Regions from separate parts of the Mus musculus genome. Here all the other regions are linked to region 3. A link is a contact called in public Hi-C and promoter capture Hi-C data. All regions are on one chromosome and are shown on one strand. The core of a region is the stretch at or near the end of the contact, and the rest is flanking DNA. Distances in the headings are between cores, read along the strand shown. Region 1 overlaps Abca17 (ATP-binding cassette, sub-family A (ABC1), member 17). Region 2 overlaps Abca17 (ATP-binding cassette, sub-family A (ABC1), member 17). Region 3 holds the start of Tedc2 (tubulin epsilon and delta complex 2).

The links. Promoter capture Hi-C pulls out the DNA fragments that hold promoters and counts their contacts. Hi-C and Micro-C count contacts between places; a contact is called where the count stands out from the background.
Region 1: a Hi-C map of bone marrow-derived macrophages shows a contact between it and region 3, with 41 read pairs. The contact joins the enhancer-like site here to the promoter of Tedc2 in region 3. A contact is called at or near these places in 6 of 39 promoter capture datasets (the C10 cell line, cranial neural crest, hippocampal neurons and 3 more), 4 of 484 Hi-C or Micro-C datasets (bone marrow-derived dendritic cells, bone marrow-derived macrophages, cerebellar granule neurons and 1 more), 2 of 115 datasets of contacts at active chromatin or transcription factors (bone marrow-derived macrophages and fetal liver) and 3 of 9 other capture datasets (adipose tissue, liver and pancreatic islet).
Region 2: a promoter capture Hi-C map of the HPC-7 cell line shows a contact between it and region 3. The contact joins the enhancer-like site here to the promoter of Tedc2 in region 3. A contact is called at or near these places in 8 of 39 promoter capture datasets (the HPC-7 cell line, the SN4741 cell line, cranial neural crest and 5 more), 1 of 484 Hi-C or Micro-C datasets (bone marrow-derived macrophages), 4 of 115 datasets of contacts at active chromatin or transcription factors (bone marrow-derived macrophages, forebrain, memory CD8 T cells and 1 more) and 4 of 9 other capture datasets (adipose tissue, liver, macrophages and 1 more).

Annotation. Positions count from the first base shown.
Region 1 is chr17:24,306,230-24,308,929 of GRCm38.p6, reverse strand. It overlaps Abca17 (ATP-binding cassette, sub-family A (ABC1), member 17), which reads left to right. Exons shown (of 31, transcript NM_001031621.3): 13 at 1,330-1,484. Among named protein-coding and RNA genes, the nearest start is that of Abca17, 43 kb to the left of the region's middle. Within about 2 kb of position 1,254, at least 2 of the 459 cell types and tissues checked have an H3K27ac peak or open chromatin away from gene starts, as enhancers often do. A contact at or near this core is called in bone marrow-derived macrophages, where this site is marked.
Region 2 is chr17:24,328,809-24,331,508 of GRCm38.p6, reverse strand. All of the region lies in intron 5 of Abca17 (ATP-binding cassette, sub-family A (ABC1), member 17), which reads left to right. Among named protein-coding and RNA genes, the nearest start is that of Abca17, 21 kb to the left of the region's middle. Within about 2 kb of position 1,443, at least 2 of the 459 cell types and tissues checked have an H3K27ac peak or open chromatin away from gene starts, as enhancers often do. A contact at or near this core is called in the HPC-7 cell line, where this site is marked.
Region 3 is chr17:24,219,516-24,222,215 of GRCm38.p6, reverse strand. Tedc2 (tubulin epsilon and delta complex 2) reads left to right here and starts at 1,365. Exons shown (of 10, transcript NM_028056.2): 1 at 1,365-1,525; 2 at 1,601-1,699; 3 at 1,906-1,964; 4 at 2,083-2,485. The coding sequence starts at 1,476.

The DNA.
Region 1 (2,700 bases), core at 5-2,504, 87 kb before region 3:
TCTGCCACCTCGGGTCTTATGCCCCCTGCCACGCACACAACTGAGGCGTGTAAAGAAATGTGTGTTTTAATGATGTGTTTCTAGCCATGCATGAAAACAAACAAAAGAAAACAATGCCGCCACCACCACCACTACCACCACCACCAACAAAACCCACTTAAAAAAAAAAAAACAACAAATGATGTTTAATAAGTACATGGCTATAAAGTCTGTCAAAAGTTTAGCCTATGCAATCAAACTTCATCTCAAAAAAAAAGAGAGAAAGAAAAATAAAAAAGATACAGTTTTCCTGTAGACAAATAGCCTGAATACACCATTATACTAAAAACAAGCACGCGACGGCCAACAGCAAGCAGTGAAATTAAGCATCTTAGTGCATGCCGAGAAGGGCTAGCCTGGTCTGTGTCAGAATGTTTAGGCCAGTCCGAGTTATATGGCAAAGCAAGGGGCAGCTCAGCATTCATAGAAACTTTGTCTCAAACAAACAACTAGAAACCCACAAAACAGAAAAGAAAATGTTATTCTAAAAGAACAAGATATATTTTTTATTTTAGTATAAACACAATATATGGGGTTTAAGAGTCTAGCTCATTGGTAAAGCTCTTACCTGGCCTATGTAAAACCCTAGGTTCAATCTATCTCTACCACAACAAACATAAATAACAAATAAAATGTGTATAAAACTAGGTAAGGTGCCTGGTGTGGTGGCACATGCCTTTAATCCCAGCACTTGGGAGGCAGAGGCAGGTAGATTTCTGAATTCGAGGCCAGCCTGGTCTACAGAGTGAGTTCCAGGACAGCCAGGGCTACACAGAGAAACCCTGTCTCAAAAAACCAAAAAACAACCAAACAAAACTAGGTAAAGCTATATATCTAAAATTTAACAGTAGTTATCTTTCCATGGTGGAACTTATTAAACATCATTTGTTGTTTTTTTTTTTTAAGTGGGTTTTGGTGGTGGTGGTGGTAGTGGTGGTGGTGGTGGTGGTGGCATTGTCTTCTTTTGTTTTGAGATAGGTTCTCTCTGTGTAGCCCTGGCTGTCCTAGAACTCCCTCTGTAGACCAGACTGGCCTCGACTCACAAAGATCCTCCTGCCTCTGCCTCCTGAGTGCTGGTATTAGAGGCATTCGTCATTACCACCTACTTTAAGATTTATTGTTTTAGTCGATGCATATAAATGTTTTGCCTGCATGCATGTATGTGCCTGATGCCCAAGGACGCCAGAAGAGGGTGCTAGATCCCCTGAGCCAGGGTGATGGTTAGGCATTCCTGCTCTTACAGCCTCTGACTGAAAATGACATTAGGATGTCTTCTCTGCTTGGTTCTAGGTCTCATTACTCCATCAAAAGGACATGCATATATCCATGGATGTGAAATTTCAAAAGACATGGTTCAAATTAGGAAGAGCCTGGGCTGGTGCCCACAGCATGACATTTTATTTGATAACTTTACAGTAACTGACCACCTTTATTTCTACGGTCAGGTGAGTTGGTGAACAGTGGGTCTGCGTCCACTCTTGGGAATGGTAAGAGAGACAGTGGGAATGTGTCCACTCTGAGGAACGGTAAGGGAGACAGTGGGTCTGTGTCCATCCTTAGGAATGGTAAGAGATGCAGTGGGTCTGCATCCATCCTTAGGAATGGTAAGAGAGAGGAAGTGGGTCTGGATCCATCCTTAAGAATGGTAAGAGAGGCGCTCTGTTTCATCTGCTTTAGTCTGGGGTTGGGTGGGGTCTTGTTTGTTTGTTTGTTCATTTGTTTGTTTTTTGAGACAGGGTTTCTCTGTGTAGCCCTGGCTGTCCTGGAACTCACTTTGTAGAGCAGGCTGCCCTCGAACTCAGAAATCTGCCTCCCGAGTGCTGGGATTAAAGGCGTGTGCCACCACGCCCGGTGGGTGGGGTCTTTTTAAGGGACCATATATATAAGTTTCTCCACATGCTGACACTAGATGTGGGAAGGCAGTTTCCTGTCTGATCCAGTTCTGTATACACTGACTGGGTATCCTGTAACTTAGACCTGATGCAACCTGTAGCTGGCTAACTCTCCCCATCAACCCAAGCATCCAGTCCCACAGGACCGTCTTCCACTTCAGATGCCACTTGCAAACTCAAGTCACTTCCATAGCTCACGCCCCAGGTTCAGTATTTTCTGTGACTGCTCACAAAACTGGGGAACATGAACTAATAGTGACTAGTTCATTGCAGAAATAAAAGATAGATAAATAGATAGATAGATAGATAGATAGATAGATAGATAGATAGATAGATAGATAGATAGATAGATAGGATGACTACAGTAACACTCAGATGAAGCAGATATAGCAAGGCCTTGGGAAGGGGTAAGTTGTCCACACTCCTTAGGAGGCAAACCCTCCCAGCTCTTCGAAGCATTTATCAACCCAGGAACCCCATATGGAGAAGCTTAGAAATGTTTGCACAAGTTTTATTATGTAAGCATGATGGATTAGTTATCAAGTTTTCCTGGAGGAGGGGAGTAGAGGTTCCGATCGTAGCTTAGTCTTTCCGATGACCAGTCCCAACTCCTAAAGCTACCCAACAGTGTGCTGAGAGTCACCTCATTAGAACAAAAGACACTCCATTCGTTTAGATAATTCTAGGGAATTAAGGATCTCTCTGTAGCAAAGAAAATCACGTATCAAAGTAAAGACCAAATATTAGGACAAAAGAGACTTCTAGAATA
Region 2 (2,700 bases), core at 194-2,693, 110 kb before region 3:
GGCTTTAACATTCTCTCTAGGCCTTAACACATTTATCTTGTTTAAACATGCCTCATTCACTACCCAGTAAATACCCAATAAATTACTTCTTGTAATTTCTACTTTCCCTTAAATTTGATGATGGAGGAACATCGGCTATACGCACTGCTGCAGACCTCCCTCTCTGCCTGCCTGAGTCACTTTAAATATTCCACTCCTGCTTTGGGGGATATCTCCAGGCTCTGCCTCCAGAATTCCTGAACCTGGGGCTAGGGAGATGGTCCAGCTGGTGTAGTGCCGCTCCACAAGCTGAAAACCTGAGCTGAGTCCCCAGGGCTCCTGTGAAAAGCTGGGTGTGATGCCACGTTTATAATCTCAGCAATGGGAGGCAGAGGCCAGCTGATTCCTGGGGCTCCCTGGTCAGCCTAGCCTAATCATCTACCCCCAGTCCCAGCAAGAGACCCTGTCTCAAAAACAAGGTTTAGTGCTCTTCAGGGACAACACTAAAAGTTGGCCTCTATCTTCCACACACATGGGGACAGTGGCAGCAGTGGGGAATGGGAGTTCTGAACACATGGCCCCTGCATGACCCTGCTTGACCCCTGTGTTAGTTAAGGCTTCATTTGATCTTACTTGCTCTTTCTGAATCTTTAGGTCTCTCTTAAGTTCTAATTCCATCCACCTTGCCCACCCGCAACTGGGGTGGGTGGGTGGAGGGAATAGCGGCAGCTTCTTCCTTGAGATCTCATGGTCCTAGCTGGCTGTGCCAATCCCCACTCCTTCGTTTCCCTTTCTGGAGGAGGGAATACACATAGGACTTCTAGAGATGCCTCACCTGAGTTTAAGGCTACCTGCTTATCCTTAGCCAAATACGGAGGGGAAGTGCCCTTTCTCAGGAAACATCCTGTATGTACTCGATAATAAATACCACAGAGCCAGAGTGTGAAGGGACAAGGTGCTCTCTACCTTGGAAGATCCTTGTATAGAACATGCCTTGTCTTTTCTGCCAAAATTTGTTTTCTGCCAAAATTTGTTTTCTGCCAAAATTTGTTTTCTGCTGGGTAGTGGTGGCGCATGCCTTTAATCCCAGCACTTGGGAGGCAGAGGCAGGCAGATTTCTGAGTTCAAGGCCAGCCTGGTCTACAAAGTAAGTTCCAGGACAGTCAGGGCTACCCAGAGAAACCCTGCCTAGAAAAATGAAAACAAACAAACAAACAAACAAACACCCCAAAATCCCCCAACAGAATTTGTTTTCTGATCATTGCTCCATTCCCCGGCCCTCCAGAGGCCCCTCTCTATCCTCTATGGTGTTTGATGAGGTCTCTGGGAACATCTTTCTCATTTCCTGAGAAAGGGCACGTCCCCTCCCTATTTTGCTAAGGATAAGCAGGTAGCCTTAAACTCAGGAGGTAAGGCATTCCTAGAAGCTCCTATGTCCTACAGGACTCTGAAGCTGGCTTGTGACTCAGCATTCTCTGCAGGAAGCTCTGCTGGCTTTCTGAAACTTTCCAGCGTGAGTAAAGGAGTCTTCCTTAGTGACTGCTTTCTGCCATCTTGTCTGCTGTGGAAAGGAACATAACTGTATTTAACAGTGTAGATGTCCCCACCTGGCTCCCAGTTTCCTGGACCTGGCCACTCCATGACAGCCCCCAGCTCCCTCTCTGACACCTCTAGACTTGTGGAGAAGTCACAGCACACCACTGAAAGGCTCTTTCCTTCACACAGAGCAAACGATTCCTGAGTGAGGGCCCAGGAGCCAATTCTCACAGGAAGGATGCAAGCTCTCCAGTTCATTTTAGGTTTCTTGGATGCCCTATTTGTGAGAGGTTAAACATGGACACCAGTTAAACAACTAACTATTCTTCCAAAATTGAGGTATTGTCAACACCTCCCTATAGGATGACTGCACAATTGTCTTGAAGCCTTTGGCCTGCAGGCCAAACTGGAACCCAAGTCTCGGTACTCAAGTTCCTACCCTGATTCCACAAAATATCCTGTAATTGTTTACTGAAACACTCCTGCAAAACAAACAAGAGTATGTAGCATTAGCCAAGATGCTGTCCAAGTTATTAATAACCATCAGTTTGTCCTTCCCTTTCTCAGTTTGACAGATCTGGAGGTTTGCCCATATCTAGACAATGGGACATAGTGGTCATCTCTACTACAGGGATAACATCCCCCTACCTGAAGGCTGCTTGCCCTTGCTTGGAACTAGAGCAGATATCATTCCAGGGATCCTTGCTGTGCAATCTTTTTTATCGAAAGCTGGAACACCACTACACTGTTGAAAAGAGGGCTGCTTATGATAAGGACAGTGCTTGTAGCTTGCCAGCAAAATACAAGAATGTAATCCTTTCTTTATGCAGCAGTCAGCACAATCAGGAAGTCTGTGTCTTTCAAATGCATTGAGTTTAACCATCCTGTATGTACTGGATAATAAATACTGTAGAGTGGATGCTCTGTCCACAGAGCCAGAGTGCGAAGGGACAAGGTGTTCTCTACCTTGGAAGATCCTTGTATAGAACATGCCTTGTCTTTTCTGCCAGAATTTGTTTTCTGATCATTGCTTCATTCCCCAGCCCTCCAGAGTGGCCCCTCTCTGTCCTCCATGCTGTTTGATGAGGTCTCTGGGGACATCTTCTGGCTTCTGTCTTAACGACTAGCCAGGAGCCACCTGAATTTTCAGTCTTTTCAGTCTTCAATCTTTACTTTCTTACACCT
Region 3 (2,700 bases), core at 116-2,615:
CAGTGTAAGTAGGGGTGCCCATCTTCTATCCCAAATATGACAGTGGAACTGCCTAGATCTCAGCCCCTTTCCCACTTGACACTGGGCTAACTTTCTTGCTCTTTTTGTACAGAAACAACCAGGGTTACCTTACTTCTTGGGCTCTAGAACTAATAATTTATATCACCAGTACTGCTGAGCACTGTTCCCTGTCCTCATTTCTTTCAGCAGCCAAGCACATTTTTCACCGTAGAAACAAATGGAAAAGCTGTGTCTAGTGGCAGGCTTCTAAGAGGTGGGAGAAGGAGGCTGCAGAGGCAGCTCATTGGTTTGTAGCATTTGCTGCTTGACCAGAGGACCTGAATTCAGATCCACAAACCCACTCAACCATCTATAACTCCAATTTCAGAAGATCCAGTTCCCTCTTCAGGCCTCCTTGGGCACTAGGCATGCAAGTTGTACGTTGACATACAAGTTTTTTAATTAGGAAATAATTGGGCCGGGCAGTGGTGGCACACACCTTTAATCCCAGCACTTGGGAGGCAGAGGCAGGTGGATCTCAGAGTTGGAGGCTAACCTGGTCTACAAAGTGAGTTCCAGGACATCCAGGGCTACACAGAGAAACCCTGTCTCGAAAAACCAAAAAAGATAAAAGTAAAAAATAATTGAAATGGAGACAGGAAGGTCATGAGTTCAAGGTCATCAGATACATAGTGAATTGAAGGCCAGCTGAGACTACATGAGATTGCACAAACTGACTTGATGGAGAACATAATGTACTGATAATCTATGCCAAACAAGTCAATATTAACCATGTATTGACAAGCTGGCCTAGCTTGGTAGATCTTTGAGGGCAAAGACCATTGCTCTGACCCTTAGCTGCTGTGTTTGCATGTGTCCTATCTACGGCCTCCTGGCCATTCTCTGGGCTTCAGCCTCCCCTCCGCCTATCTATCTACTATCTGACACTCCTCTGTCTCTTGCACAACCTTCCATGACGTAGAGCAGCTTAGCAGACCTATTCTAAGTGCCACATGCTCCAGATTCCCTGGGCTTCATTGTTCACGTCTGGCGCCTGACATTCCTAAGATGTTCCTTGACCCAGTTCTAGCATTGTCTTCTGGCCATATGCTTGATTGCTAAGTCATCCTGGAGTCAGCAAGACCGCTTATCTCTGCTTTCAAAGTAGGTTCGGCAAAACCTGGTTAAGACAAAAAACCAAACTTTAGAGGGTCACGGATGCCCTGTCAGAAGAGCATTATCTGATTAGCCAAATCAGAAGCTATCTTATCTACAGTGGCACTGTCCAGGTTCCAACAGAGCCTTTGCGTCCTCCCGTGGGAGGGGTTAGGGCGGAGTCTGGGATGATGGGTGGAGCTTGAGATGGATTCGCGTTTTGGAGCTGGACTTGCAAGCTGTGCTCAAGATTGGGTAGCCTACCCGGAAGTGGGCGGCCTTCTGCCCGGAAGGCGCGGGACTCCTTGGCGGCGGCAAAAATGCTTGGTGTTAAAGGAAACTACCTACTACCCGCAGACTGCGCTCACCGGTGGGTCTCGTGCAACGGAAGGGAATTGGGCGGACGGGAGCGAGGTTCGGAGGCTCACATAGTACCTGTCCTCAGGCTGGTAGCGGAGCTGCAGGGCGCCTTGGACTCCTGCGCCGATCGGCAGCGGCAGTTGGAGCGGAGCCTGCGCGTTTCCAGGAGGCTGCTGCAGGTCTGGTACGCGGACCCAGGACCTCCTGGCCAGTCCCTCCTCGGACCATCAGGATTATGCAGAGTCCCAGGGCCTAGAAGGCCAAATACAAATGCATGCTTTTAGACTCCGGTTGCCATTGCTATCCTTACCCCTTATCCAGGGTCTGAGGCTGGGAATCTGCTTAGGGATAGAATGTTTGGACCATACCATGGCTGCCCTGTCTTTGCAGGGAACCAGCCAGGACCCCATCTCCAGTTCCAGAAACCAAAGAAGAGGACCCAAGTCCAGGTAAACGTTAGCTGCTTTTTATGGGTGCTGTCCCTGGCCTTTCTCTGGCTTGCTGTCATGGGGGAATCCATCCTGGGACAGTGAGGAGGAATTCTTGCATGGTTCTTGACGTTCATAGCATGTGCACCGAGTTCTCAAGATCTCGAGGAGCTGGAACTTTTGACCCAGGCTCTGGAGAAGGCTGTACGTGTGAGGAAAGGCGTGTCCAATGCTGGACAAAGAGACAGAACCCCCACTCTGACATCTAAGGCAGCCACTTCTGGTGCCGCTGCCGCCTCCCATCCTCGGGCTCCCAGCCGGGGTGGCAGCCGTGTATTGGGTACAAGATCCACCAAGGGTATACAGCGGGCCACAGCCCCTCCCAAGGATTACCCTGAGCACAGACTACGATCAAAGGGTGATAAGACCCATGTAAGAACACAAGACCAAACTACTGGGTATGGACCAGACCTCAGGGACCAACAAATGACCCCGTCATCTGCTCATCACACCACAGAACTCTTCGCATTAAAGGAGAAGGGGTAAGCTTCCCAGACGCTCGTATCCTGACAGGGCATTGAGCTGGTTGAGGAAGCCCCTGGTGCCGACCCGTAAGGGTCATGCACTGAAGCAAACAGGGCAGAACAGGGTTGGGATGGTATCAGGTTTGTCGTTCTGGAGCCTAACCAGCCCATGAGCTCTCTGGACTGGGCGAGCACCCACCCTCCTCCAGAAGCCGTTTTCAAAAAGCTTGTCA